Regions from separate parts of the Mus musculus genome. Here all the other regions are linked to region 2. The links are chromatin contacts, called in public Micro-C and promoter capture Hi-C maps. All regions are on one chromosome and are shown on one strand. Each heading gives the region's core, a stretch centred on a gene start, on an enhancer-like site or on the middle of the called end of the contact. The rest is flanking DNA. Distances are from core to core; before and after follow the strand shown.

Region 1 (7,248 bases), core at 101-2,600, 570 kb after region 2:
AGGGCACCAGACCCCATTATAGATGGTTGTGAGCCACCATGTGGTTGCTAGAAATTTAACTCAGGACCCCTCGAAAGAGCCATCAGTGCTCTTAACTGCTAAGCCATTTCTCGGGCCTACTTGATTTAGGGCATATTCACATTTTTATCTGAGTGGGTCAGGGTGGATATCAGAATACAGTAATGGAGGATAGCCATTGTCACATCTTGAAAAGCACTAGCCTGCAAATACTTTAGCAGACATGTTTCATTGCCTTTCTAAATACCACGCATATACAAAAGAAATCTCAACCCGGCTCAGACACTGCACCCACAAACTGCTGAATGCTCCCATATCAACAGCCAAGAAAATGTGTTACAGACTAATCTCAATGGGACCATTTTCTTAATCAGTCCTTTTCTCAGGCAGTTCTACCAGGACACTTTAAATAACAACAGGGCTCTGCATCTCCTGTGTCAGTATGTACAGATACACAATTAAAAGACTTTAGTATACTTTGATAATAAGGCTCAATCCTCGGGGCTTTTAAAACAACGAACCTCAGCAGTAACTCTTGCATCAAATTCCCTATCACTGCCCACTTAAAGGCTCTTCAAAGCACGTGATTGCCACTTTAGGCCACTAGACGAATGCATACCTTAAGACTTTCAGATGGTAGGTGAGTTCTCATCTCCCTCGATGCCCTTCTCTCCCTCCAACCTCCATGCTGTCCTGCTTGGTCAGGTCAACCTACAAAACAAAAGCGTCCATCACCACCTATATCCTCGACCAGGAACAAAGAAGACCAGGGTCCTCGAAGGCTGGTGTTTATCAGGACAAACTGGCAAATGTTTTAAAACATCAGCACTGTCGATATGACGGGGAAAAAAGTGAGTTCATCATTTACACCAGCAAAAAGCTTCCCAGGCCAAAGCAGAAGGCGTCTTTTCCACTTGAATCACGTCTTCGAAGGTCAACCTGGGGATCGCGCTCCATAAGCAACACTTGGAGACTAGGAGCGGTTACAGCGACTAAACTTGATAAGAGGTTAACAAAAAAAAAACTTGTGCTGTGTGGACTCAACTCACCATCTGCAAGTTAACCCCGGAGGGACGAGACATATCGGGAACAAAGCAAACGCTCTAGGAGCCGCCGGAACGAAAGGACGAGAGCGGCGGCGAACCTTCCTTATATAGACCTTGGCGGCGCGTGCGCCTGCGCACTGTGCCCATGGCGCGTCGCTTCCGGGCGCGACCGCTTGGCGTCCTGGGAAATGTAGTCCCCGAGCCGCCCGGCCCCAGCTAGCTAATGGTTGTCCAGCCAGTGTCTAGCCCCTCCCCGTGCTCACTGGGCCTCCGGGGCTTCTCGGCTTCCGCGCCATGTCGCGCTTGGCACGCACGAGCCGCCCGCCGCGTCCCCCTGGCTCCGGGGCCAGCCGAGACCTGCGGCCGCCCGGGGCGCAGTCAACCCGCCCCCCGCCGCGCCCTCCCCTCCGCCGCGCCCGCGGGGAGCCGCCAGTCCAGCCGCCGCCGCTACCGCGGGCGCTGAGGCGACGCCGCCCTTCCGCCCGCCCCGAGGGCGGGGGCGCAGGCGAGCCCGGCCTCTCGCTGGAGCCCGCGGCACCGCCTCCTCGTCCTGCGCGGCCTCCTCTTCCTCCGGGCCGCCCACTAGGCTACTCGCCCCGCCCAGGGGCTGCAGGGACTGGAAACCGAAAGTTCGCGGTGCCGGGCGGGGCCGCGACCTGCCAGGGCCGGGGCTGAGCTCTAGCCCTGCGGAGGACGCGCCCGAGCCGGTGAGTGGCCTCCGCCCTATCACGCACCTGCTTCTGCGGCGCTGCGACCGCCGGCGTCCCGCTCTGCCTCCGGCCGGGTGTCAGGTTAGCCTTGGAGTCCCTATCTGCCCCACTCAGCGCCCCCACCACCCCCGGAGTCCCTGTCCCCTTCCCTCAGTTCTCCTATAGTCCCCAGAGTCCATGTCCCCTTCCCTTAGTTTTCCTATAGCCTCCAGAGTCCCTGTCCCTTTCCCTCAGTTTCCCTATACCCCCGGAGTCCCTGTCCCCTTCCCTCAATTATCCTGTAGCCTCCGGAGTCCCTGTCCTCTTCCCTCAATTATCCTGTAGCCTCCGGAGTCCCTGTTCTCTTTCTCTCAGCCCCCCCTATAGTCCCCGAAGTCCCTGTCTGCTTCTTCAGTTTCCCTATAGCCCCCAGAGTCCCTGCCCCTTTCTCTTAGTTTCCCTATAGCCCCCAGAGTCCCTCAGTTCCCCTATCATCTCCGGAGTATTTGGAATCTCCCATCACCCCTAGGATCTTTTTCCACTCCTTACCACCCCCAGAGTCCTGTCCTCCCACCTCCACCGTCACCCTCCATCGTTCCCTGAGTTAAGTCTACCTGGTTATCAGCAGCCCCATTTCCCAGTCCCTGTTTCCTCTCCTCAGCAGCCCCATCACCCCTAAATCCCTGTTCCCTTCCATTAGCCTCACCATCACTCCCCAGAGTCCCTGTCTCCTCTCCTTAGCAGCCCCCATCACCTCCAGAGTCGGTGTCTCCTCCCTCAGTACCCAGCGTATCCTGAGCCGCGGGCACTGCCATTACCTGCTTCGACTCTCTTCAGTTCATCTGTCACCACCCTGATCACACCCCACCTCTAGTGCCCCTTCATCTCAGCACCCAGTCATCCCCTGTGCGTAGTTGTCCTGCCTCTGCTCCCGGTCCCTGGAGCCCCACTCTCTCCATTTCTCACCTATTGCTATACCCACTTGTTCCACAACCACCCTGGGCTCCCCATCCCTAGGCCCTGCCCTACCTCTGAGTCCCCCCCAGATCTCTCCTGCTTTCTGTAACCTTACAGTGTTTCTCTGAGGGATGTATGGTGTGGCGACTTCTCTCGGGACTTGAAATTTACCTAGCTACAACCCAGCTGCCACCTCTTGCTCCATCCTCTTTCATCTTACCCTGTAATTAGAAGTCTCTAAATGTTATCCCTGCAACAGCTTAACCATTGCTGATCTGGTGCCCTCCCTGCCTTGCTTGCCCTCCCTGCCTTACTTGCCCTCCCCGCCTGCTCCTGCCACTCTTCCCTCGCCTTCTCTAGCACTTATTTGCTTCTGTTTTCTTTTACACTGCTGCTGCATTCTATTTTAGTATTTTTTTTTCAAAATGAGGAAGAAGGGATTTTCCTCAGAAAATTTTTCTTAAAACAAACACTAACCATTGAGCCTGCATCATAAGAACAGGGTTTGGTAAGATGAGGAGAAAAGTCACCACAGAAAATATTCCCTGTGGGAAGAAAAGGGACTCTTTTTTTTTTTTTTTCTGATAAGAATAAAAGCCACCTCTCATACAATGCCAAATCTATTCACAGTTTCCAACTATGAATATTTTAAAACTGTGAGGACAGTCTCAAAAATCCTTTAGCTGAGAACTGAGTCACCACCACCCTGCCCCCCTGCATCCACAGGCTATGCCTGAGTTATATTGAGAAGTTCCCTGAAGGGGCTTCCTCTTCACCCAGCATCAGAAATCCTCAAGACAGAAGCAAGGCAAGAATTGCTAGCTGGTTGAGAGGAAAGAAGGCTAAGAGCTCACTTGCTGTCTAGCAGGAGGGAGCAGGGAACCTGTCCACTGCTGTGTCCTAAGAATGCCTGGCCAGGTCCTGAGCCCTTGGGTGTGTGTTTGTTGAAGCAGGGTCTCATAGAGTCCATGTTGGCCTCAGGCTCAGTGGAAGCTGTCTTTGAATTTCTTCTGATCTTCCTGCTTCTGCTTCCCCGCTCTTAACTTGCCGACCCTCCTGCCTCCAGCTCCCAGGAGCTGAGCTGAGCTGCCAGCATGCACCCTGCAGCTAGCTGGCACATGGTTTTGGATTGACACACTTGTACTCCTTTTGCCCCAGCAATCATTTTGTAAGAAAGGAAATGAAACCTAAGCTGTAGATTAAGTAACCTGGTTGAAGGCAAACCAAACAGTAGTTTGGGAGTTGATGACTCTCTCTTTCTGACCCCAAGCAAGTGAAGGAGTCCGGGAATGGAGGATTGGATCCCTTGGAATCGCCTAAATTGTGAGGTTAAGTTTAGAGTTTGTAGCACGGTTGGGAATCCGCAAGGTTGAGTGCTTGTGCTGTGATTAGAATCTGCATGTTTTACCCTTCCTTAATAAATGATTAACATATAAAGGCAGAAGGGCCGGCTTCGTGGGGTTTGGGTATTTGCTGTGTTTGAAGGGCACCGGTGACTCTCAGCCTGTGCAGTTACAGGTAACGAAGTCAGGCGAAGGTGGCAGAATTCGTGAGACTCAGCTATGGAAGACAGAAGACCTCATCTAGAGGCCAGGCCCAGGAATCCGCCTGCCAACCACAGAGGTAAGCAGGGTTTCTATCAGGTGAAAAGGGGAGGCCTACCGGAGATGGTCTGCGTTTTTCAATTAGTGAGGACCTCCTTGCGTGGTGGGTGTGATGGCGCACACCTTTAATCCCAGCACTGGGGAGGCAGAGGCAGGCAGACCTGAGGCCAGCCTGGTCTCCCTAGGAGAGCTGCAGACGGTTCTGTGGTAGGACGGTAGGCCTGTCAATCCAGCAGGGAGAAGAGGCTTGAGAATTTGAGACCAGCTAAACTGTGAGATTAAGGCCACTCTGAGCTCCTTGCTGAAAGCTTGCCTCCCAAACCAGGGCTGGGGAGTTAGAGCCCTTGCCTCCTGGAAGGTTCCTTTTTGGTTCCCCGCAGGTGGTAGGAGGTGAGAAACAGACTGACTGGTGGTTTGCAGCCGGGCTGCCCAATAGAAACTGCGTCTAATCGCCAATAGCATCGTTAGGAAATTTAAAAGGATAACCAATAGCATTAATTTTTAATGATGTGTGTGTGTGTGTAAATCAGAAGACTTCTCCTAAGAGTTGGGTTTTTTCCTTCTATCATGTGGTCTTGAGGACTGAACTGACATTGTCAGGGTTGGTTAGCAAGTGCCCTCATCGACTGAGTCTTGAAATTTTTTTTTTTCTAATTTAATGGCAACTCAGTAAAATGTAATGCTCTAGTTTCTTAAGTTAATGATATTAAGATATTAACACTTTATGAGAATTAACGTGCATAGACACCTGTGGGTCAAAGCATTCATATACATAAAATGATAATAGTGTTTATAATAATAAATATTTTAAGAATTAGAGGCCACATTGGGTTACAGGATTAGAGCCTATCTCCACCAGAAAAAAAAAAAAGACCCTAGTCAGGTGGCTTCTTTAATCCCAGCAGCAGGAAGGTAGAAGCAAACAAATTTCTGTGTTTTAAGCCAGTGTAGTTAGTGAATTGCAGGCCAACCAGGATTACACAGTGAGACCTGGCATCAAACAAAACAAAATAAACAAAAGACCCACTTAAGTGTATTTGCATCTGACAGGGTTTCTCAGCATCCCGGCTGTCCAGGAACTCACTCTGTATAGGATGGCCTTGAACTCAGAGATCCTCTTGCTTCTTTCTGCCTCTGTCTCTCAAGTGCTGGAATTAAAGAGCCACCACTGCCTGGCCAGTCTGTCATCTTAAATCTTAAGTGTTAAGGAGGATGAATGAGACGGGGTTTCCAAAGGGGAGGTCTGGAAAGGGGAAAACATTTGAAATGTAAATAAGGAAAATATCCAAGAAAAAATAAATCTTTAAAAAAAAATCTGAAGTAGCTTTCCTAAGTTTTATTGTCAAATTGTGAATCACAAATTGCAAATCACAGCATTCTGCTAAGGCCAGCTGTAGAATCCCTGTAGAGGGAAGGAAAGTGATGGCTGCCTCCCTGGGTCCCAGGGTCCCTGTGTAAGACAAGCAGTTGTAAGGGGGGGGGGGATAATTAGTTTCGATTTTAAGTTTCCTGAATCAGAGTTGAGTTTCAGGTTTCAGTTTTCATTTTCCAACAAGGAAACTGGGTGCTGGTGCTTCCTTCTCTCCACAGTCTGTGGATTAGCCACAAAAATAAAAAAAACCATCTTGGAAGGGGGAGGCACTGCCTTCCTCCTTCCCATTCAAGCTGCATTTCCTGTTGCAGGGCAAAGATCAGGTGGTGTTTCCTTCATAGTTTGATTCCACTTGGCCTTGTAGCACGTGATAGCTGTTTAGCAGAGGAGCTGCAGAAGTCACAAGGTAGTCCGAGAGTAATTTTTATGTGTTTTAAAATAAATTTCCTCTGATTAAGTCTACATGAAACATTGAGATACACATTGGCAGTGTTTACCTGATGGTTTTTTTTTTGTTTTGTTTTGGTTTTTTGGTTTTTTTTTTCAGGGTTTCTCTGAATAGCCCTGGCTGTCCTGGAACTCACTCTGTAGACCACACTGGCCTCGAACTCAGAAATCCCACCTACCTCTGCCTCCTGAGTGCTGGGATTAAAGACGTGCGCTACCACTGCCTGGCTACCTGATGTTTTATAAACATTTTATCAATAGCAGCCAAACACTAAGAGACGGAGAAACTGCCCAAGGCTCCACAGTGAGGAAGTGACCATGCCTTGCTGCTGACTCTTGTCTTCTGACTTTTGTGCTGGCCAGAGACTAGAACCTTTTGAAAGTTAGACACCAGCATGGGGCACAAAGTAAGATGAAATACAGTAACCTCTCCACCATTGCCGGAGCGCTCACAGGAGCTCACTTGGTTTCTGTTTTGTATCTTTCAGGAAACAGTCTCTTCTATACAGCAACAGTAATCATTTTTTCGTGTACTATTGTCATAGAACCCAGGGCCTCATGTATTGAAGGCAAGTGTACTACCACTGTCTAGGTCCCACAGACAACACACACACACAGACACACACACACCAGCTTCTTGCCGTGTAGCCCAAGCTAACTTCTAAGAAACTATGCTATCCAAGTTGGCCTTGAATGATCCTCCTGCTTCAGTCTCTGAGGACAACAGTTAGGAGCCACCACACCTGGCTGGCTCTGTAGCTCTGTATTTTATTTATTATACAATTTTATAAGAAACCTTAAAAAATTAATAATCTGGGTGTGGTGGTGCATACCTTTAATCCCAGCACCAGAGAGGAGGAGACAGGTGGATCTCTGTGAGATCAAGGCCAGCCTGGTTTACAGAGTGAGTTCCAGGACAGCCAGGGCTACATACTAAGACTGTTTTGAAGAGACAAAATAAAACTTACTGTTTTTTTAACAACCCTGTCTGTGTTATGGGCACGTGTGTGCCTGTGCTTGCAGAGCCAGAGGCACTGAATCCCCGTGGAGCTGGAGTTAGAGCAGTTTTGTACTGTCCAGTGTGGATGCTGGGAACTAATCTCTGAAAGAACAGT
Region 2 (7,734 bases), core at 3,241-5,740:
CTACACAGAAAAACCATGTCTGGAAAAACAAAAACTGAATACTGTGGTGCACACCTTTAATTCCAGCACTCAGAAGGAAGGCAGAGGCAGGAGGATATCTGTGAGTTTGAGGTCAGTCTAATCTACAAAGTGACTTCCAGGACAGCCAAGACTGTTACACAGAGAAACCTGTTAGTGAGTTTCTTTAAGAACCCAGTTATGTGAATATGTTTTTATTTTAATCCCAGGTGTGGGATAAGAGGCTACTTCACAATGGGTGATTATGATTTGCCTCGTGCTCCAGCAGGGGCATGGTTTTGCCAGGTTCATATACTTTCTGAGAGTGTGATGTTTGGAATTCTGGGAACTTTTGAGAGTCTGCTACAAGGGGCCAGGTGTATTCAGAGGAGGTTGCTTCTGGTTCCTGCTGCTGCTGTTTGTCAGGTAGTCATTAGCGATAGCCTGATGACTAAGATTGGTCTTATCCCAAGGAACTCAGACACCCCTAATCAGCAGGAAGTAGTTTAAAGAGGTCTACACCCTTCTCCCCTCTAACCTTCTTTCTCTCTTACCTAGTGTTAAGTTGGGGAGGGTGGGGAGGCTAGTGAGATGACTCAGCGGGTAAGAGCACTGAATGCTCTTCCAAAGGTCCTGATTTCATATCCCAGCATCCTCATGGTGGCTCACAACTACCTGTAATGAGATCTGACGCCCTCTTCTGGCACCTCTGAAGACAACTACAGTGTACCTGTTTATAATAATAAGTAAATCTTTTAAAAAAAAGAGAAACCCTGAGCAAAACCAAAACGAATTTATATTTTTTATTTATGTCCGTGTGAGTGTTGAGTGTCCACCATGTGTGTGCTTTGTGCACAGAGGCCAGATGAAGAAATAGAATTTCCTAGAGCTCGAGTCACAGGTTTGAGTGTCCTGACATGTATGAGTGGATGCTCAGAACAGATATCAAGTCCTCTGGGAGAGCAAGAAGCACTCTTAAACACTGAGCCATCTCTCCAGCCCCTTGTTTTAAACACAATCTTTTATTTATTGTTATTATTGTAGGAGACATGCTAAGCCATCTTGGTGGCCCTCCTCTATTTTTATTTTTTAGATTTTTTTAAGATGAGTTTTTGCAGTCGGGTGTGGTGGCGCACGCCTTTAATCCCAGCACTTGGGCTTGGGAGGCAGAGGCAGGTGGATTTCTGAGTTCGAGGCCAGCCCCCTGGTCTACAAAGTGAGTTCCAGGACAGCCAGGACTACACAGAGAAACCCTGTCTTGAAAAACCAAAAAAAAAAAAAAAAAAAAAAAAAAAAAAAAAGATGAGTTTTTGCCTGTGTATATATATGTGAGTGCCTCCTGATGCTCATGGAGGCCAGAAGGCAGCACTGGGTACCCTGGAACTGGAGCTAAGAATTGTTAACTGCCATGAAGATACTGGAAATTGAATCCAGGTCCTCTGCCCGACACGTGCTCTCAACAGCTGAGCCATCTCCTCTTCTTCTTCTTCTTTTTTTTTTTTTTTTTGGTTTGGTTTGGTTGACTTTCTTTCATTTACCACATAAAAACCAATAACCTTTTTAATCTAATTTCACTCCTCGATGTGTGATCCTGGAAAGAACTAACTGCTCCCAATTTCAGTTTCCTTATCTGACAAATGTAGGCTGTAAGGTGCTACTTTGCTGGAGCCTCGAAGCTTCTTTGCTAGGGTCACTGAGGATTAAATAACTAAGACTTAGCATTTAGTGCCGAACACTCTTCTAAATTCGGTAGTTAACCACTTTAATCTTTCCACCAATCCGATAAACTGGATTCTCTCATGCCTATCAGCTGATCTCAAGCGCAATGCGCGTGGGTGAGCAGCAAGAGGAATCCCTCTCTGGGGACTCGATGTGACGCATGGAAAGGGGCGGAGTCTCCTTGAGGGAAATGTGAACTCCAAGTACTACAACTCCCAGCAGGCCACCGCTGGACTACAATAACCAGCATGCCCCGGGGCGCTCTTTCCCTCCCCCCCCCTTCCTCTTACGTTGTTCTCGTGGGAATTTGCAAGATCACTTTTGCTTGCAAGATGCATCTGCTGGCAGAAATTTTATGAGCATAGAGGATAAAGAGTTGTGTTTTGGCCGTCACTTCACCTATTGGCCCAGATCCTGTTTTCTCACCTTCCTTTCCTGTCTTTTCTGAGACAGAATCCTTCCTTCGCCCTGGCCTGGAATTTCCTATCAAAGATTTTTTTTTTTTTACTGCTATGTTTATGAAGGTTTGCTGTACGCATGGATACATGCGTGCCTGATGTCTAAGAGGTCAGAACAGCAGTTGTATCGGTGCTGGGAATTGAACCTGGGTGCTTAGCAAGAGCAATAAATGCTTGAAACTGTCGAGACATCTCTCGAGCCCCCAGCCTCCTTTTCCTCATCTTTAAAATGGAACCATTCTTAGCAGTGCCTGGCATTTATACGTGGCTTAGCAAATGCCAGATTTCCTGCCGCACCCGCATCCTCTCATCGTCCAGGGTATTTATCAAAGCATAGAGTGAGACTAGCCCCTTTTCAGAATGTTGAACCAGATACTAGGTGCTTCAAACCTCTGGGGGTGTACTTTGTTGTTAGAGTCAGCGTCTTGACCATGTATTCTAGGCAGGCCCCAACTCTCCAGCCTCCAGCCTCAGCCTCCCTACTGCTGCAATTACAGGGGTGCTATCTTTACAAACCTCTCAGCAGAAGCCACCCAAAAAGATTCACAATGAAGACCCAAATCTAGAGACTCTCACTTCTGAAGTGAGTCAGCCTCCAGAGACAAATGCTTGCTCTAGGTCCCAGTGCTTTAGAGTGGCTCGAAACCCGGAGCGAATGTTGTCTGTGCGTCCAAAGGACGCTTTGTGTCATGTGACATGTGAAGCAAAGGCAAGCTATATGGCAAGCAGCTGGAACTCCTGGCATCTCAAGAGCCTCCAGAGACGATTACAATAGGAGAGCCCAAAGGCTCTGAGGACAGGGAGACCATGTGAGGTTCCAGCAGCCTCGAGAAGAGGCAGAGACACGCTAGAGAGGCCCTGCATGTGTCATAAGGTCAAGGCTAGAGTGAGGCTGTCGTAGTATTGTGGACTCAAACCTGCAGACACTTCGGCAAGCAGGTACAATATTGGGAAACAGGGAAAGCCTTCATAAATACAAGGCCACAGACACGTCACGGCCCCCAGCATAGCCCCAGCCCCGGGAGCAGAGCCTCAGTGTATTGTGCACTCACCCTTCCCAGTTTACCTAGAGACCTGGTTCCCTCTGTTCTGTGGGACAGACTCCTAGGCTGGTGTGCATCTTCTGCAGGACGGTAGTTCTGAGCTTACCACGTACTTCCTCAAGAGGAAATGCAGTGGAGCTACCTAGAATACACCAAACAGATGACAAATGGAATGTTCCAGGAATGTCTCCAGCTTCCTTGCCCCTCTGCTGTCCCTCTTAGCAGTATAATCTGCAGCCTATCTGGCTACTTCATCCTCGATTTCCAAGTCCCCTTAAGGGTTTCACATCAAAGGTGGCTTTGTGATGGGTTTACTCTATATGCAGACAAGTGTCTTCAGACCTTTGCAGGAGGCCTTTTCTGATTCTTCCTGGTGCCCTTTATAGGTTTGTCCCCTATCTTATCATAGGTAAAATGTATATTTATCTATTTATATTGGCTTACTTGTTCTCTGTCCAACTAGAATGTAGCAATTGAGAAGAGAATCTCATTTCGTGGAGACATTGCCATGTCCGGCACCAAGCACAGTTCTCCCACATAATTCCATCTCTAAGAAGAACTCTAAAACACAAGCCTGCAACCCCAGCATGAGGCAGAAGCCGAAGAATCAGACAGCCAAGGTCATCCTCTGTATAGTGGGCTCTTGGACAGCTGAGTTGAGAGCATGTCTCGAACAAAACCCCTAAACAAACAAACAAACAAACAAACAAGCAGAATGCATGTCTCAAGGTTGGTGGTTCTCAAGCCCCTAGCTGCACCTTGTCCCTACATGCTTCAGGCCCCAGAACAGCAACAGTGCCGGAAACAAGATTGTACTGGCCCACAATTTGACGCATTCAGGCCTTTCGGTGTTATTTTTCTCCATATACCCCATAACAAAGATCATCTGGCTTGGGGTCAAATTCTGACTCAGCTACTTAGCAGTTGAGTTGAACTTCATCTCTCGCGGTTTCATTTTCGCTACGTGGTGAGGACACAGGGGGACGGAAACAGCCTGGGAACAGGCGCGGGGCTCCACAGCCCTTCCCCCCCATTCTATTCTCCCGGAAGCGCACGGTCACCCCGGGGCCCTCGAGCCGAGCACCTGCACGCCTCCCCCGCGCTCGGGCTGGGCGGGGCTTGCAGGTTGCCCCGCCCTCATGCTCGCTCACTGAAGACTCGGGCAAAGCCCTTCCCGCCCGGCTCCTGCGACCCCGAGCGGGCGTCAGCGGCACCGTTTGCGGCTGCGCCTACACCTGCGCCTGCGCACTAGCGCCCGGAGAAAAACTCAAGGGGGGGTGAAGAAGGGGCCGGCCTTCGAGCGACAGCGACGCAAGATGGCAGCCACCACAGGCTCGGGTGAGCGGGGGCGCCGGGCGTGCTGGCGGACGGGGCGCGGGCTCCCTGGGCTTGGTCCCGGTCTAGCGGAGGCCATGGTGGCCGGGACAGGGCTCCGCGCTGTCCCTGCGGCTGCGTTTGGCTGCTCGGCCGGGCCTGGGACCATCAGGCGGCGGCCGGAAGCCCGGGCGGGGGCAGCCGGGCCGTGGGCGGTGCGGCCAAGCCGGAGGCTCGGGCGCCTCCGGGGGGCGGGGGGTGGGGGAGAGGCCGGCAGAGGGGCCGAGTGTGCTCGGGAATGCCCGGGCGAGGTCCCGCTGGGAGCTGGCCCGGGCGACTGGGAGCCGGGAATGCCCGGCGGGGGTACGCGGGCGCAACCCTAGGGAACACGCACGGAGCCTCGCGGGCCGCAGGCGAGGCCGCCGGGGCCCCGCGTCAATTTAGGGTCGGGGCTGCTCTCATCGTGGTGGTCGCTTCCCAGGGAAATCCGGGCACCTGCACGGGCTGAGCCCGGGCGTTCTGCCGTGGGAGCAGGCCTGGGTTGCAGAGACCAGGGATAGGTTTCAGAAGGCGCGCTGGGAGCCGAGCGCCGCGTTGGATGGGCACGAGCAGGTGCCTAGGAAGCCCTGGTGTGTGTGTCGGGGGGTGGGGTGGGGTCTGTTGGGGCGTGTCGCCATTGGGAAGGCTCCTGCAGTGGGGAGAATGGGATGGGGTGCAGTCCCGCAGATGCTGCTTTTAGAGAAGAAAAACCTCTTCCTGCGGGGAGCGGATGGAGGAAGTGCCTGTCACTCCTAATCCTTCTGCGAATTGGGGGAAAATATGTGGGTTCAACTCAGAAACTCTCCATTATCTGGATGGGTAGGAGAGGAGCAGTGAAATGAGAGCCCTTGGATCAAATGGAAGGGATAGCAAGAGGGTAAAGGGGATGCTCTTAGGGGAGAAGCTCTTGTCGGTCTCTGATGGGCTAAGAAGAGAAGGCCAGATGGGGAGACCCGAAGGGTCTGCTGCCTTAGAACCGGCAACCTGTACTTGATTATGAGCCATGGACTCTGGCAGGCTAGAGAAGGTGGAGTGGGTTTGGTGAAGGAGATCCCCCGGGGTCTGGGAAGGCATGGGAGTCTGCTTTTCCAATGAAGGATTCAGGAGAGAGTGGGTGCTCCCTTCTGGTGTGGGGCTATATCCTCGGGAGTCTGTTGGTGGAGGTGAGCAAGGGGTAAGGACAGGCCACCAGCCTAGGCACTGGTGTTTTGGGGCTGTGAGGCCACCAGAGGAGATGTTGTGGGGTGGGAAGCAGAGAGGTGCTGCCTGCAGTGACCCACCACACAGTGCCTGGTGTGTCCTGGAGAAGACTGCGGAGCCAAGTCAGTCCATTTCCTGACAAACACATGGCGGTGGGCACTTGGGAAGACCCAGTCTGCCACAGGCTGTACTGGGGTGGGATGCAGGGTATCTCGCAGAGAGGTGCCAGGCAGCCAGTACTGGGGTGGCCCTACCAGTCAGCACTGCTTGTCCTTGCTTTAGGACATCTCAGGATCCGGTTTGACAGCCACTTCTAACTTCTGAGGCCCTGCCCGTGCCTCAGGAGTGCAGATAGAAACAGCAGCTCAGCAGCAGCTGCTGTGTACAGAATCCAGAAGAGTTTGGGCTGGGTGAGGCTCAGTGCTAGAGTGATCTGACCAGCAAGTCGGAGGCCCTGGATTCCATCCCTAGCTCCATGAAAAGAAGGAAGCGCACATAGCACAGCTTAGATAGCATAGGAAGGCTTTAGGGAACCCAGAAACAGGCGTTCCTCAGCGCCTGTCTAGTCCACAGATGGTTCCTGGGGCCTCTTGTGTCCTGTTACTAGTAGCAGACAAGGTAGACAGAGCACTGTCTTTAGGTTTCATTCAAACCAGACAGAAGGCCATTCAGGATGGAAATAAAGTGACTCCAAAAAGCAGGAAGTGCTCTGAAGAAAATTGTGTGCTGTGATGAGCGAGTCTGATGAGGAGGGGGCAGGCTTCTCTCAGGGCCAACCCTGGAACTGAGACCAGTGGTGGGAAGAGCAAGGCCTGTGGCCGTGGGAAAGTACCATCGGTGCGGTGGGGACACTTGTGTTGAAAGATGAGATTAAAGGCCATGGGGCAGTAAGGTGGCCCAGCAGACAAAAGGCCCTTGGCGAGCCTTGGGACCTGAGCTTGATCTCCACATGGTTGGAGGAAAGAACGGCTTCCACAGTTGCCCGCCGCCCTCCACTTGTGCCCCTCCCGTAACAAAGGACCTTAGTAATGAGATGGAGAGAGAAGACTTTGGGCTTTACTAAGTGCAAGGGGGAGCCATGGAACAGATGCCTGCTATGAGCAGCATTGAGTGTTTGGTTGATGAATGAATGAATGCCTTGAAGAGAATGATGAATGGTGAGCTCTGACTTGAGCCCCAAGGCATCAGGAGACTGCAGTGGTGAGAGTGGAAGCAGGACCTTCGTTAAACTTGGTGCTTAGTCTCCTCTCCCTGCTACAACCTTCAGGTGTGCTCAGGCCTTGGGCCGCCTGTAGACTGAGCCTGGTCATTAATCTGTGCCCTGGTTACCAGGAAACCACTGTGTGGCCTTGGAGTCCTGTGACGCCCAGCTCAGGTGGTATGGTCACTGCTGCTGGCATCTTCCCACATTGTTCGCTGTTGTAATTTTGGCGCAGGTCTCAGAGAGGAGCTGAGATGAGCCCACTACAGCCACTCAAGATGTCTACAATTGAAGGGACGTCTCTCCTGTGTGTCCAGGACTGCAGGATGTCAGACAGTGGCCCTTGGCTGCCAGGTCGTTCCTCTCATCCAGCAGCCCACAACGCTGTGCTGCCCAGAGCTGACAATTAACCAGACACCAAGTGCCAGAGTGACAAGCCCTGGCAGGGTGCCACTGTAAATATACACGCAGGGGTGTGGCCTCATGCACACATTCAGCTTCTAGAAATGTCACCATCTGGGTGGTTGAGATTGGGTCTTTCCTTCCACTCAAGGGTGTTCCCCAGACAGCTGGGGATGGGAGATGAGAACTGAGGCCCTGTAATAGGCCCCAGTTCCCACAGGTCTTACTGTGAGCTATCTTGGGTCCCTTACAACCAAGAACCCTTTCTCCTTCATGGCCTGCTTTCTGGATAGCTACTTCTGAATGTGCTCAGCCTGAGAGCAGAAGCCAGGACCCACAGTGGGGCCAGCTTGGTGAGCGA
Region 3 (7,404 bases), core at 2,502-5,001, 580 kb before region 2:
CATAGTGTTGAGGTCAGTGCTTCTCAGACAGCTGCAGGTTTCATCCAGATGACTGACTGTAGGTAATGAGTGTGTCGAGGACAGTGACCCTAAGAACCGAGATTGTCAGTGCAGAGTCCTGGTGCTGCAGGTTGAGGCTTTGCTCTGTGTTGAATGCCATAGCCTGAGCTCGCTGCTGCTGTTGGTTGAAGACTGACTTTAATGTATTCTGTGTTTTCTAAACCAGGTTCCAATTTCATTTGTGGATCGAGTTTATGGTGAATCCAAGTTGGGAGGAAATGAAATAGTCTCGTTCCTGAAAGGGTTATTGACTCTCTTTGCTACCACATAAAAGAAATGATTCACTTATGCTTCCCGTGTTCATTTCAATTAAAAGTAGAGAAGCCCGGGTCACTGATTTTTATCAATGTTGTCTTAACACATGAGCCAAAGGTAAGATGCATTTAATGTGGATCTTTTTCTCTGGAGAAGCTCCATTTTATATTTCAAATTAAAATTTAAAGTTCTTGGTTTAGTGAGCAATGTTCTCAATTTTCATGTACATTACACCTATAAATAAATGTATATAGGTTTTGCATAAAATGTTGCTGCTTTCATTTAGATAATGTGAGTGCAAGTTTCTTATGAAAAAAATGTGGAATACTTCATAAAACTAGATTGTTAGTTCTTTATCCCTAGATGGTAGAAAGGGAAGCTTAATTGCATTTACGAAATACAGTTAGTGTATGAACTAGAAAAGAAGTAAAACCTCTGACCTGAAGTCCATGGCAGATGTCTGAACCTAGATGAAGCAGTGCTCCCTGCATGTGCTCCCTGCATGCAGACTGAGCATAGCCTGGTCCGTCAGAGCAGACCTGTGCAGAGTACAGTGTGGGCTGGGAAGCAGTTAAGCAGTGGGTCACATTAGCTGTGCTCTTGGCTTTGTCTTCTTGAGCAACAACTCCTATTGGAAAGAGAAGTATTTTATCTCTTTTTATCTCAAAATATTTGTACATTATTTCAATACCTCAACAAAACTTGATACCACAACAGAAAAATACCTGTACTATTTTTCTTCATCCAGAAAAATGTTCTATTGTTAAAATGAAGGATAAGTTGCTCCATACTGTCAGGGAAGATACTTCACTTATCAGTCAGTGAACTTCTGTCTGTAGCATAGCTTTCAGATCATGTAGTATGTTTCAGGGTCTCTCTGTGTAATAGCCCTGGCTGTCCTAGAACTGGCTTTGTAGACCAAACTCAGAGATCCATCTGCCTCTGTCTCCAAAGAGCATGTTTTAGGTTTTGAGTGAATACATGAGATCTAGTTGCATGTCCTTTGCAAGAAAAAAAGAACAGACATCTGTCTCTTAAGTTACTGCATAATCACATTTAGTGAACAGTGTCATAGCCCAAGCTGACTTCCAGCTTACTCTGTAGTCAAAGCTAGTCTTGAATTACTGGTCCTGTTTCCTTCATCTCTCAAGTGTGAGGACTGTGGTGTGCATCATCATACACCCCAACCTGTATACTTGTTTCCCACCTTACTTGGGCTGCTAAAGAAATTGAAAGTCTTAAATGTTCACTTCCTTTTTCTAGCTGATTGTAACAAGAACAAACGTGAGCTACACCTTCACTTTGTTTTGAGCATGAAAGCCTTGCCATGTAGTCACATAGCTGGGCCCACAGTGCATATTCCAATAAGAACTACTGTTGTTGTGTTCCCCTTTGCCAAAACTTGTCGCACATCCATGGGGAAGTGACTTGTTTCATCCTTAATAACTAGAATATTTATTAGTGTTCAATTAAATTTTGTTTTAAGCCAAAGTCATAGGACTATAATGTTATCGAATTGTTTTTTGAGTGCTGAGAAATCTATCTTGAAACAAGGCATTAGGTTTTCAGTATCAAGTACACAGAACAGAAGTTAAGCAGCGACCTCAGCAGGAGTCACTGTAGATACAGCATTGCTGCCTCACACCTCACTGGGGCAGAGAACTTTGGTCTTTTTCATTTTTCAGTACTTAGCCTGTGTAGAATTACTCTGTCACTACTGCCATCGCACAGGGTGTGTTTGAGCAGTAAACACCAGCATTCAGAAGCCATTTAGAGAAGAAGGTTGCCCAATTTTTTTTGTTTGTTTGTTTTTTGTTTTTCAAGACAGGGTTTCTCTGTATAGCCCTGGCTGTCCTGGAACTCACTTTGTAGACCAGGCTGGCCTCGTGGCCTCGAACTCAGAAATCCTCCTGCCTCTGCCTCTGCCTTTGCCTCCCGAGTGCTGGGATTAAAGGCATGCACCACTGCGCCCGGCTCAAGGTTGCCCAATTTTTATGCTGTATTTTTGTGCTAAATCTGGTGACATAAGCATGCACAGTTTTTTAAGTTCTCCGTCAGAATCCAGCACCTTTTATGCTACAAAGTGAAGCACTGCTGCAATGCAGATGTTCTTCATACCTGTGCTATCACTGCATGAAACCCAGTGTCTGAGGAGAACAGTAGAGATGAATTCACACAGCCTGCCTGTCTTCTGCATTGTGTGCTTCCCCATCTCTACTCCTTGATGAAAGGCCTTAGCCTCAGCCCCACCTCCTTTTAAATAGTTTCTATTCCTTGTTTTACATTGTTGAGCTATTGATTAGGGGTTTAAATATATGTTCTAATAATTGCAAAAAATAAATGTTAGGTGGAAGTTTGTTCAACTTCCCAACCAAACCCTTAGACACTGAGCTGTCTGTATATATAGTCTGATTCTTTCAAAATTTGCAACTTTGTAGAGACCTCATGTTGGGGGAGGGGTGGCCAATCCTTCACAACTGCACTTGCTACTTTGTAGAGCTTTTAGCCATCCTTATCTACGGTAGGGTAACTACTGTTCCTTTAAAGTGGACCGAGGCTGTTGATGTTGACATGGTATGTTGGTTGGGGATGATCCAAAGTTACAAAGCCAACAGTGCAGGTGCTGTCACATACCAGAATTGTGGGTGAGTGCCAGACCGTTTTCATCCTTAGCCATTGACAATCCAATGGCCTCAACTCTACAAATCCCACTTTTTTTTTCCTTGAGTCAATGGTAAGTGGCCATCTGATGACTTGAAGGAATGACTTGAGTCCAAGGAACAGCAGAAGTGAAAAGCTGAGTCCCTGTCTATCCCATACCAGTTCACTAGAAGAGCTGACATGGCCTCAGAGCTGTGTCATCTCAAAAAATGGGAGGAACACGAGGGCATCACACCTCATTAAAGGCAGGAGGCAGCAGGCTCAACCCTTGGCTTTGCCTCCAGCTTGGGAGAGCTGACTCTGAGCACGTGGGCCTTGGGCAGCCCCAGGCGCCCTCCTGCCAGATGTAGTTCAGGCCCAGATGGGCCCGCGCAGGGATCCCCAGTGCAGCCACCTGACTGACTGTCGAGGCGTGCTGCGGCCCGCTACTTCTGCCTCCGCCGGCGGCGCTGCGGTCAGAGGAAGGCACCCAGGAGCGCAGTGCGGCCATTATCCACGGCGCCTCCTAGTGGGGCAATGGCAAAGCCTCCACGTTCTCGCGAGAGCTCCCCTCAGTGGGGATTATATAATCTCACCCAGGAGAGGCTGGGGGGGGCTGGGGCCACCCTGCCATAAGGAAAGTGGGTGTCGCCGCAGCCGAGGACCGAAGAGCTCTCCCTTGGGGGGGGGTCGCCGAGTAGGGGGTCCATGGCCCCCGCCCCCCCCCAGCTGGACAATGAGTCCTCTTATGCTAATGAGTCGCTTACGTCACTTCCGCTCTTTCTCGGCCGCCATTTTGGCTAGGGCAGGTTCGGGGACTTGCTCTGAGGCGCTTGTATTGTCTGCTGAGGGGAGACGCGGGACCAGCCCCCTCCCCCGCCCGCCGCCGCCGCCGCCACCCGTCCGGTCTACCCGCCGCCGCCGGGACCCATGAGCTGAGCGCCCGCCCGCCGCCATCTTGGCCCCCTCCCCCTCCAGCCGCGCTCGCTCGGGGGGGATTTGGCGTCGCCTCAGCCACAGCTCCCTCTCTCGGTCTCCGCCGCCGAGGAGCCGCGCGGCCGTCGCCGCCCGCCTGCCCGCCCGCGACGGTGAAGCCGCGGCCCCACGCCCTCCGCCGCCCTCCGCCCCTCCTTTGTCTGCACTGCCCGCGCCGCCGCCCGCCGCTCTGCTGCGCCCGCCGCGCCCCCCGGCAGCAGCCGCGGCCGCGGCTCGAGCCGGAGCCCGAGCGCGACGAGGCCCCGGGCGCGTCCTCGCCGCCATCGCCGTGCCGCCGTCCACCCGCCGCCGTGCTCTAGAGCACGCCGGCCCCGCGCACGCCTCGAGGCCGAGCCAAGGTAAGCCCCGCGGCCCTGCCCGCCGCCGATCCCGGGCGCGGTCATTGTGCTCGGCGTGCACACACCGCCTCGAACCCCAGTCGGCCGCAGCCCTCCTGCAGCCCGATCCCCTTCTCCGCCCCGCGGGGCTGCCGGCCGGCCACCATGGGCTTTTGCGGCTAGTGGCATCTTCCCGCACCCACCCCGCCCCCAGCCGAACCCCGCTCGCTCTCTCGTCCTCAGAACTAATCCCCTCCCGCCCTCCCCCAGTCCCCGGAACCAGCCTTCTGCCAGGTCTGCCCACCCTAGGCTTGGAAAGGGGGGAAAGGCCTGGGGGGCGGGGAGCGTGCATGGCAGAGGGTGAAAGTCTTTGCCTCCCCAACAACATGCCAGTTTCCCTCCCATCCTAACCACCACAGCCCCTCACCGGCCCTGCTTTCAATCTGGGCTACCTGGTCAGCACTCCCTCTTTAGAGCTTTCTGATCAACTTTGCAGTCAGAAAATGGAAATCCAGAAAGCCGCGGAAAGAATTTTTTTCGAATGCAATGAATGGGGAGTAGTTCTTTGAGCACCCTCTTATTCGCCTCTTCTTTCCTCTGAGCTGCCTGTCCTTCTCCTCCCTTCCCCACCCTACCCCCAACCTGGATGCCTGTCTGCTAGAAAAGGCGCGATTGCTTCTCTTCTTCTCTCCAAGAAGTCTAATACTCATTTTAGTCTCACTCCCTGCCACACACCCCAAGTGTCTTCTCAGTGTTCTTCCAGTCACCAGGTCCTCTGGACAGTTCTTGTCATAACCCCATTTCACAGACAAAGGCTTAGGAGGGAAAAAGAACCAAACTGTTTCCTGTGTTAGCCATTTTAATGCTGTCCAGCCCCAAACGCCCAGTTCCCATCCCTGATGCTTCTTGTGCCTGTATCTTGAACCTTCACAATGGGATGTGTGTCGGGGGGTGTCTCTTGGATAGCTTTGTGCAGTTTCTTTATAAATCTGCATTGTTGCTTCTGGTTTATGGTCATGGAGAAAATACCAGCCCCCACCCAAAAGGCACTGCAGCCAAGTCGGTTAAAGGCACTGAGTGTGGGAGTCAGTAGGGGGCGCATTCCCTGCACTGGGTAAGGCTGCAGAGGGGGGAAGGGCCCCAGAACTAGAACAGGATGTGCTAAACAGCGCCTTCTACAGACCATGGGAAAATGGGTCCAGCAAGACTTGCACTGGGTGAGCTGACAGCAACATGGCGAAGGATTAAGTGAGGCTAGAGAGATTTTATTTAAGAAAGCCACTTCTCCGTTTGGAAAGTTGTCTTTTTTTACTTTTTCAAACCTGTTCACCCTCAGACTTTGATTGCTGATCAGTCACCTTGGTGCACATCCTTGGGTCATAGGTTCCCTTTCTCAAGAATTCCTTCACCTTAAGGTTTGATGTGTTGACATCTCTTTCCTAGGCTAGGTGGTAAAGGGGGTTGTTTAAAACCTGAAAGTCACGGGCTTGGGAGATCAGGTCAATCCAAATCTCTCCGACTCTTTTGCGAGTGGAAAGTCATTCTTGAGAGGTTTTATGGGTTGGTGATTTTGACAGCCATGAAAGATGGGTGTCAGGATTTGCAAGGCTTTGTTGGTAAACATCAGGTCCCTATTGAGTTCTTCATTGTCAAACTTAATAGAGTTCACTGCAAAATTGTGTTGCCTTCCACTTTCAGCAGTACACTGTCTGTAGCCAACTGCCTTTGCAAGTGTTGACACCAGTCTTGGTTCGGTGCGCACCCACCTTTTTAGGGTGTGTGGATTTCTGTAGATTTTACTCCTGTTGTTATTTCCATAGGTGTGAGATGCACAGTACGAAACCTAGGCCCCAGCTTTTACATCGTGATGCACAGGGTTGCACTTTTTGTACTGAACTGATAGGTGGCCTAGTGGTTATTCCCTGTACTGCCATTTTGAGGATCTGGACTCCGTTCCCTGCCTTGCTCTTTGGACTGCATTGTCAATTCACACCGGTGGGTATATCATTTTGGAGGGTGGGGACTGCAGCATCAGGAAAGCTAGAGACTTCCTCCTGATCACCACCAGAACATGAACTTTCAAAATTTCAGCCTCGCCACATTCCTCAAGGAACTCGTTAGAGCTGGTTGCAGTAATGGGTTTTGAACGTTTAAAATATGTGTCTCTTTTAAGAGAAAAATTTAAAGTCGATGATGTTGTTGTAATCATTTGCATTCTGCACTTTTGGACATAAAGTTTTAAGTAGTCTATCTCAAGACTTGCTCAGCATCTGAAAGCCTTAGTTACTTGGTTAAAGGGATCTGGGGAAAGTAGTTCATTGGTAGAGATGTGACTGGCCTGGTAAGAGTCTCTGGATTTGATTTGTTCTTGTTTGGTAATATTGACAGTGATGCTAGTATCTGTGAATGCTTTATCCTACTGTTACAGACATCTTACATCGACGTGCCAAGAAAAATCAAGGGATACCAAATATATGTAAATAACTATTTAATGCTTGAAGAGGGTAGGGTTTTTTGTTTTTTAGGGGTTTGTTTGTTTTCGGTTGCTGTCAGGTAGCATTTTGCTGAGTGAAAAAGAGGCACCTTGTTATCAGTATTGCTCTAAAAACTACATTGGATTCATGGTTTGTTATGCATTTTTACTATTTACACAGTCCAATATTAAATACAAGTAAGATTGTTTGTGATCTCGAAATACTGTGGTATTAGTATTTGTTAAACACATAAAGTGAATAAGAAGAGAACAGTTTCCTGTTAGAATATGTGTTTGTGAGATAAAGTTTGCAAATGTGCCTTTGTTCATTCTTATAAATGAAATGACAGAGTTAGCTAGTTTCTTTATGGTGTTGGTCATCAGGGAACCTCGTTGGATGAGTGTGTATGTCCTTACAGTTTCAGCGGTTAGCTAGGTCTGGCACAAAAGGGGAGGGTTGGAAGGTGGGAATTTGTTTTTATCATATGTGAATAGTGTTTTCTTTACATAGATGTGCTTTGTGTGCCTGCAGTGCCCAAGGAAACCAAAAGAGAGCAATAGATTTCCTAACATTGGAGTTGCTGATGGTTATGATGGTAAGAGTGCTGGGAACCGAACTTGGTCCTCTGCAAGAGCAGCTGAGCCATCGCTTAGACCTATGAA
Region 4 (7,772 bases), core at 2,996-5,495, 520 kb before region 2:
ATCGATCCTCCTGCCCTCCCCTCCTGAGTGCTGGGATGACCTCTGGGTGATGTGGTGCTGGGGGTGTGTGGTCCAGGGTTTCATGCACTCTAGGCAAGCACTCTGAGCCTCGGCTCCCATCCGACCAATTTGACAGAATCTTCAGTGTGTGCTATGGATGCTGCAATTGGGTCAAACACGTCTGGAAGTTCAGAGAGTGGTGAGGTCGAAGTCGGTGTCCAGGGACAAAGTTCTAGCTCCATAGGATCAGGAAGTCCTGTGTGCCTCCTCCACACAGCAAGGTGATCAGGCATAACAACTGTGTCGTGCATACCTCAGGGGTTTCAACAGGGGCTGACCTTACAGCTCCGGTGTGGCCTGGGATTGCCACACACCATTCCTTTTTTTTTTTTTTTTTTTTGGTTTTTCGAGACAGGGTTTCTCTGTGTAGCCCTGGCTGTCCTGGAACTCACTTTGTAGACCAGGCTGGCCTCGAACTCAGAAATCCACCTGCCTCTGCCTTCAGAGTGCTGGGATTAAAGGCGTGGCGCCACACCCCATTCCTATGGAACTCTCCAGCAGTTCACTTACATCCCAGCAAGGAGGTTAGGGTTCAGGGAGGAGCTGTGGGTACCCGTGTGCAATCCACTTCGTGGACCTGCCCCGCCCTTGACCTGCCAGCCCGGCAGTCGGATGGCAGATAAGGCGTTGGGGGGATACTCCAGCCTTACATCCTTCCTCTGTCAGCTTGTGAGGAAAAGATTCCCAGAAGACCACGGAGGAAGAAGAAAGAAGAAGAAGAAGAAGGAGGAGGAGGAGGAGGAGGAGGAGGAGGAGGAGGAGGAGGAGGAGGAAGAAGAAGAAGAAGAAGAAGAAGAAGAAGAAGAAGAAGAAGAAGAAGAAGAAGAAGAAGAAGAAGAAGAAGAAAAAACGTACATACAGGCTTATGTGCTTCTGTGTCTCTGTGTGTGCGAGTGAACGGCGGAGGTCAGCCATGGCTGCGATTGGGAATATGCTTGTAGTGACAAAGAAAGGAGCAGCACTCTACTCAAGTGTCAGGACAAGACGAAGTTTATTGTTGATCAGAAAAGCAAGCACACAAGACAAAGTGCACTTGGCTTTTATTCTAACTGATGTGAAAACCGTGCCTCTTCTTCATTCTCTGGGCTCCACCTCACAGTCTTATTCAGTTGGCTAGTCTGTGAAGAATTAGCTCGCCGGAATTTAGAAATAAGGAAGGGAAAGACATCATTGCTCCAGGACATCAAATTCCTGGACAGGAGCAGTGACCTCTGAGAAAACAAGGTTTTTAATGGAGGTGGCGGGGCATGCGCGCACGCGCACGCGCGCTTGTGTGTGTGTGTGTGTGTGTGTGTGTGCGCGCGCGTGCGCACACACTCGCTTGTGTGTTATGGCATTTACATAAAAGGTAGAGGAGACAAAGTTTTTTTTTAAATTTATTTTATTTCATGGTGTTTTGTTTGCATGTATGTCTGTGTGAGGGTGTCAGATCCCCTGAAACTGGAATCACAGACAGGTGTGAGCTGCCGTGTGGGTGCTGGGAATTGAACCCGGGTCCTCTGGAAGAGCAGCCAGTGCTCTTAACTGCTGAGCCATCTCTTCAGCCCGAGACAAAGGTTTTAATTCTGTGCCTTAGACACGGATAGAAAAGATTCATATGTGATACTTCTCACAAGAATCACTTGCCAGCTGCCATCCACCACATGTAGCTCAGGCTAGCTTCAAACGCATAAAGACACCCCCCCCCAACCCCCCGCCTCTGCATCCTGAGTGTTGACACAGAGAAACCCTGTCTCAAAAAACAACAACAGGGCTGGTGAGATGGCTCAGTGGGTAAGAGCACCCGACTGCTCTTCCAAAGGTCCAGAGTTCAAATCCCAGCAACCACATGGTGGCTCACAACCATCTGTAACAAGATCTGATGCCTTCTTCTGGAGTGTCTGAAGACAGCTACAGTGTACTTATATATAATAAATAAATAAATCTTTAAAAAAAAAAAAAACAACAACAACAACAACAAAAGAACATTTGGAAAGTATATAAACATACTTGGAACTTGGACGGAAAAGCTTCTGCCCGCTAAAAGGAAGCATTGTCCTTGTCTCAGACCAAAGGGACTTCAGGTCCTGCATTAACATATACCTGTGGTTCAATTAGCATATCAAGGCCTGTGCTGACCCACTTCTAGGCTCCTTCAATCTCCACGCAACAAATCCCTGTTATACACTTCAAAGTCCTCCATCCCAGATTACAAGTTCCCTCCTCCCAGGTTCTCCTTAAAACCCTGGAAACACCCGCCGCTGCCGCCGCCACCACCGCCGCCGCCATCGCCACCACCACCGTGTACACGCAGTTGCTTCTCTGCTGGAGAGAGAGAGAGAAACTTCTTCGTCTGGAATAAATGTTTTTCTTTAAGCTTGAGCGACTACTTTGGGTTCTTTACTGCATCCATTTCATTCATCTGCTGCCAAAACCTGAGACGAGTCTTGCTCTTTTCCTTTTTTATTTCTTCTCTTCATTCAGTGTGCTTTGGGGAATCATGTAGTGTCCTAGGCTTGGTGGCAAGTGCCTCTTACTGGCTGAACCGTCTTGCCAGCCCGGTTTTTGGTTTTCTGTTGTGTTGATACAGGGTCTCACAGAGCCCAGGCTGACCCTGAACTCTCTCTGTGTAGTTACAACTGACCTCCTGCCTTCCTTTCCCTCCTGGTATTGGGGTGTCGGGGTATCAGGCCTACAGTCTCACAGCTGAGCCTATGTTTTGAGAAGACTCTTGTCCCTGCCCTGGAGTTTACCCATCAGGCTAGGCTGGCCAGCCAGTGAGTCCTGGGTCTGCCCGTCTCCTCTCCGCAGTTCCGGGATTACAATAGTGCCATCACTACCAACTGGTTTAATTTTTAGACAAGAGGCTCCTATGTGCCAGGCTGGTCTTGAGATTGCTATGTCACTGAGGGTGACTTTAAGCTCCTGAACCCCCTGTTTTACTTGCCTCGTACAAGGTCATACTTGGTTGCACACCCTGCTTTTGAAATTCGGGGTCAAGGGACAGAGCTCAGGTGCTCAGGCTCCTTAGGCAAGGCCGTTACCTACTGAGCTTGAAGCTCAGGGTTCCTTCTGGAAATTACCACAGATAGCTCAGAGGAGACAGGGTGGACCCCTTGGCCTTGGGCCACTATCCACAGCCATCTTCCATCTGATAACCCAGGACAGACATCGGGCCTTCAAGGGGCATCTGGCTGTGTTGGACAGCTTCCAGGTTGTCACTCCTGGGTTGGATGCTCTTGGGATCCCAGGAGTAGAGGCAGGTTCCATTAATCATGTCACCATACAAGCCCCAGACATCAGAGGACGACACAGATTTGCGAAAAGGAAATTTTGAGTGTGTCCCCACCAAATAAGTTGGGGTGCTTCTCATTATGCCTACACAAACACCCCACCACCACCAAATAAAAACGTCTCACGGTCATAATGAGAATCCAACTGACTCTCCCCAAAGCTTTAACATGAACACAACCATCTGAAAACACAGGTCAGGGCCAATGAGATGGCTCAGTGAGTACAGGTGCTTGCTGCTAAGCCTGACAAATGGTTCCACCATCCTAGGGACTCACATGGTGGAAAGATCCAATGCCCATAAACTGCTCTCTAAGCCAGACAGGGTGGTGCTTACCTTTAATACCAAAATTTGGCAAGAAGAGGCAAGTGACCACCCTGGTCTACAAAACAAGAGTTCCAACCCAGTTGGTCTTACACAAGATTCTCCAAAAAACCAACCAACCAAACAAACAAACAAAACAAAACAAAAACCCAGAAACAATTTGACCTCTTGTACTCTGACCACTACAGGTATGCTTGCTGCCTTGGCATGAGCGTGTACACACACACACACACACACACACAAAAGCATGATTGTGTAGGAGGCTGGGTGCTGGGGAGGTGTGGGACTCGGCCTCCATCTTTGCTTCGGTATTAGCCATCTGTCATGCGGCGTTTTTACCACCAGGACTGCTGAAGGCAGGAAGAGAAAGAAGCCGGTTCAGAGCTGCCAGCAGGCGCCTGGAACCTCCCCTGGCTGCTTTGTGTTTCAGCAAGAGCCCTCCCAGCTCCAGCCAGGCAGGCTCCTCCCCATGGCCCTCCTGGGGCCCCCCGCTGGGGGAGGAGGCCCAGCTAAGCCTCTCTCCTGCTGGCTGGGGGTGGGGAAGGGAGGGACTCCAAGCCTAGCACCCAAGGACGACCCCTACAGGCCAGCCAGGGCAGGGCAGCATTCCCTACAGCCGCCATTTCTTCTCTGTCAGCTCTCTGCTGTCAGACAGAGAGCCAAACAGAGCTGGAAGGTCAGATATCTCTGGAATGTATTGAGCACCTACTGGGTGCACAACCTTGAGGAAGAGCACGTGCCCTCTGCAGGTACTGGAAATGTAACTGGGTAGATGGTAGCCGAGGGATCCTACCCAGGGTCCCTCTGGGACTTCATAGCTGGGGTCAGATCCTTTCGCCCACGTGTCACCATGGGTAGGACAGAGGCTATGGTCCACCCAGACAGAACACAGGCAGGGAGAGGGACACTGTGAGGTCTTTGAGCCTAGAGCTCCTTCCTTGTAAAGTGGAGTCACCTGTCTCTGGAGTTTTTATAAGACGTCAGAATCAGGGGCCAAAGCTAAGAGCTGGGAAGTCTGGGCTGGAGCTAGTACAACCTGATGGACAGATGTCCCTCATTCTATGCATCTGATCTCAGAGGCCTCTGAAGGGGCAGAGCCAGGGGCAGGAGGATTAGGAGTTAAAGGTCATCTCTAGCTAATCTGAGGCTGACCTGAAACTTCTGATCTTCCTGCCTCTTCCTCCCAAATGCTGGGATTACAGGAGTGTACCAGTATACCCAGGCTAAGCCTTGCTGCGGGGCCAACATGCAGCCTGGTCTACATGCCAAGTTCTGGGCCAGCCAGGGCTGCAAAGCAAGACCTTGTTTCAAAAATAAAAAAATGTCTGACGTCCAGCTTTTTCCCAAACAGGAGAATCTGTTCCCGTCTCCCTGCAGTTCCGTCTCATGCCTGCTCTGCTGTGGGCAAAGTGTCCCTTCTGCCACCAGGGCCCCTGACTAGTTTTCCTGGGACCACCTGGCCTCCTGGTCTCTTCTAGCCCTGCTGGATTAAGGTGAAAAGCCAGTCTAGGCCACCATAGCCAGACTGCCTGCTGCATGGACAGCCTCTGCCCTGAGTCCTGGATCCTTCCTTCACTGGAAAGTACCTCTCATGGAGAAAATTCATCAAGGTAAAACCTCATGAACAAGATGTTTTGGCTTGGCAGGAAACAAACAGTGGTTAACAACAAATTAGTGAGCTACTGAGCCTCTGGGCACATGGCGCTGAGGGCAGACCCAGGTTGGCTGCAGACATCAGCTATGGTCTCCTGCAGACCTGAGGGGGCACAGGCCTGGCTCAAAGCTCCCTTCACACGGACTGGAACAGTCTTCAGGTGGGATGCTCTTGTGTGCGGCTTAAGCTCTGGCCTGCTCCTCAGGCTCCGTTCCCCAGAGCCCTGCTCCACTGACCTAAGGCTGGGTTTCTTTTCTCTCCTTTGATTGGACAAGGGGCCCAAACTCCTGAAGTGGGGCTTTCAAGGAGCCCAGAGCTCAGCATGAAATATTTTCAACTGAAGAACAATCCTAGGAGCAAAAGCCTCCTTTGGGGGGTGGGGTGCACCCAGGTGCCCTCCTCAGCTCCCAGGTAAGTCTCTGAATGTTGCCACCAACACTGAAGAAGTCTCTACTTCTGCCATACCCAGCCTGTCTGGCAGGAGGGGACACATTCTAAAGAGACACTCATGACCCTCTCTTTAGCTTTCAGTCTAGTGGAAAAAAATGGACCCCAAGAAATGAAAAGTTCCCCAGTATTCTCCTGGTGAGAGAATAAATGCCTGGAGCCTTGGGGACAACCTGAGGGGAACTGGTCACCCAGAAGATTAACAACTAATCCCATGACCTTGGAACTGAACTGAGGAGGTAACAGACAGGGTCAGGCCTTGACTAAGGAGTTATGCAAATCTCTTATTATTTAAGCCCCACCCTCGGTCAGGATCCCTAAGGATTTGGGAACTCCCTGGATCTCTGGGTATCCTTCTGTTGCAGCCACACTAAGTAAAGTTCCTTTTTTGCTATTCACTATACATTAGCTACTTTATTTGGCTTATTGAGGTCTGGTGTCCCAAACCTGGCAGGCTGTGGCCCCAAGCCCGGTAACCCTGCTATAAAACCCTCTAAGGCACCCCACTGTCCTTAGATTAATACTAAACTCCCTGTGACTCTGGCCCTACTCACTTGGCTCCCCCACCAACATTCACCTCCTGCCACCTCGCAAGCTCTGTGCTCAGCTGCACCTGCACGCCTTTGCACAGACAGGCTAAGCGTAACCCCGACCTCTGATTTACCATCCCATTCTGTGTCCCCCACCTTTCCCACAAGCCGCCCCTAGTGCCCTAAAACCAGATTGGATCCCTGCAGACAGAACTACCACTGAATCGTCGTCTTAGAATCTGTTTATTCCCTGTATCCTCCCAGACCTAAGTTTCCAAGGTACCATAGACTAAGAACAGGGTTCCCAGAGCCCAGCTGTGTGACCTTGGGCCAGTTACTTAACCTCTCTGTACCTCCATTTCAAGCGGAATACACACAGCACATATCTTGAGAGAGGGACTAGTAAGATGAGAATCAGAATGAGCCTGGCTTTGTCCCCTGCCACTGTCATGGCTTGTCACCCACAACTAAGGGCTGAGGGCTGAGTCTGTCTTGGGTCACCCTGTCTCCTGCCCAGAGCTGGCCTTTCAGATCTTTGATGTCTCTAACTCTATGCTTGGAGGCCCATTCAACCTCAGGCAGAAGAGAGATTGTCCTCTGAACACCACATGCACTGTGGAACACATGTACCCCTCCCACACACATACACATATATACTCACACTCATACATACACACACACACAAATAAATGTAATACAAAATTTACCTTTTTTTTTTTTTTTTTTTTTTTAGTTTTTTGAGACAGGCAGGGTTTCTCTGTGCAGCCCTGGCTGTCCTGGAACTCACTTTGTAGACCAGGCTGGCCTCGAACTTAGAAATCTGCCTGTCTCTGCCTCCCAAGTGCTGGGATTAAAGGCGTGCACCATTACTGCCCGGCAAAATTTACATTTCTTTATTCTATCTTATTGTGTGTTTTCCCTGTGTGCATATATGTGTATCCCCTGTATGCCTGGTGCCGTGGAGGTCAGAGGAGGGCATCAGATCTCCTGGAACTTGAGTTAGGGGTAGTTGTGAACCACCATGTTGGTGCTGGAAATCAAACCCTATGTCTTGACACAGGGTAGGGTCATCCTAGAAGAGGGAGCCACAACTGAGAAACTAACTCCATTACATCAGCCTATAGGCAAAACTGTGGGACATCTTCTTGATTGGTGATTAACGTGGGAGGGCCCAGCTCACTTGGGGTGACGCCATCCCTGGGCAAGTAGTCATAGGGTCTACAGCTAAGCAAACAGCCGCTCATGAGGAACAATGCGCTAATGAGCAGCGCTCCTCCATGGCTCTGCGTCAGCTCCTGCCTCAGGCTCCTGCCATGGGTTCCTGCCCTGGCTTCCTTTAGTGATAGAGAGTAACTAGGAAGTGTGAGGTGAACTAAAACCTTCCTTCCCCAAGTTGCTTTGGTCCTGTGGTCACGTTTAACACGACAACAGAGACCTTTTCACACGGTTCCTCCGTGAGAGCCACCGTTAGGGCCAGTGGGTTTTG

What was found. Promoter capture Hi-C pulls out the DNA fragments that hold promoters and counts their contacts. A called contact is a pair of places that touch in the nucleus more often than the background predicts.
Region 1: a promoter capture Hi-C map of erythroid cells shows a contact between it and region 2, with 2.6 times the contacts expected there. The contact joins the promoter of Znfx1 here to the promoter of Ube2v1 in region 2. A contact is called at or near these places in 4 of 39 promoter capture datasets (the C10 cell line, erythroid cells and liver), 5 of 484 Hi-C or Micro-C datasets (B cells, CD4 T cells, LSK cells and 2 more), 4 of 115 datasets of contacts at active chromatin or transcription factors (astrocytes, bone marrow-derived dendritic cells, large pre-B cells and 1 more) and 1 of 9 other capture datasets (macrophages).
Region 3: a Micro-C map of embryonic stem cells shows a contact between it and region 2, with 4 times the contacts expected there. The contact joins the promoter of Adnp here to the promoter of Ube2v1 in region 2. A contact is called at or near these places in 5 of 39 promoter capture datasets (the 3T3-L1 cell line, 3T3-L1-derived adipocytes, the HPC-7 cell line and 2 more), 3 of 484 Hi-C or Micro-C datasets (CD4 T cells, embryonic stem cells and nephron progenitors) and 5 of 115 datasets of contacts at active chromatin or transcription factors (astrocytes, cardiomyocytes, effector CD8 T cells and 2 more).
Region 4: a promoter capture Hi-C map of hippocampal neurons shows a contact between it and region 2, with 4 times the contacts expected there. The contact joins the promoter of E130018N17Rik here to the promoter of Ube2v1 in region 2. A contact is called at or near these places in 4 of 39 promoter capture datasets (the 3T3-L1 cell line, hippocampal neurons, liver and 1 more).

The regions. Positions count from the first base shown.
Region 1 is chr2:167,057,117-167,064,364 of GRCm38.p6, reverse strand. It overlaps Znfx1 (zinc finger, NFX1-type containing 1), which reads left to right and starts at 1,350. Exons shown (of 14, transcript NM_001033196.2): 1 at 1,350-1,855; 2 at 4,223-4,333. The coding sequence starts at 4,273. It overlaps Zfas1 (zinc finger, NFX1-type containing 1, antisense RNA 1), which reads right to left and starts at 1,431. Exons shown (of 5, transcript NR_138563.1): 1 at 1,068-1,431; 2 at 638-729. It overlaps LOC115486178 (a small nucleolar RNA gene), which reads right to left and starts at 892; the gene lies at 800-892.
Region 2 is chr2:167,628,761-167,636,494 of GRCm38.p6, reverse strand. Ube2v1 (ubiquitin-conjugating enzyme E2 variant 1) reads left to right here and starts at 4,490. Exons shown (of 4, transcript NM_023230.2): 1 at 4,490-4,555. The coding sequence starts at 4,534. Gm31852 (a long non-coding RNA gene) reads right to left here and starts at 4,021. Exons shown (of 3, transcript XR_375265.4): 1 at 3,662-4,021; 2 at 3,241-3,359.
Region 3 is chr2:168,203,459-168,210,862 of GRCm38.p6, reverse strand. Adnp (activity-dependent neuroprotective protein) reads left to right here and starts at 3,751. Exons shown (of 4, transcript NM_009628.3): 1 at 3,751-4,289. It overlaps Gm20716 (predicted gene 20716), which reads left to right. Exons shown (of 12, transcript NR_132310.1): 9 at 227-432. It overlaps Dpm1 (dolichol-phosphate (beta-D) mannosyltransferase 1), which reads left to right. Exons shown (of 9, transcript NM_010072.4): 9 at 227-1,815. The coding sequence ends at 331.
Region 4 is chr2:168,150,986-168,158,757 of GRCm38.p6, reverse strand. It overlaps E130018N17Rik (RIKEN cDNA E130018N17 gene), which reads left to right and starts at 4,245. Exons shown (of 2, transcript NR_040327.1): 1 at 4,245-4,404; 2 at 5,007-6,155.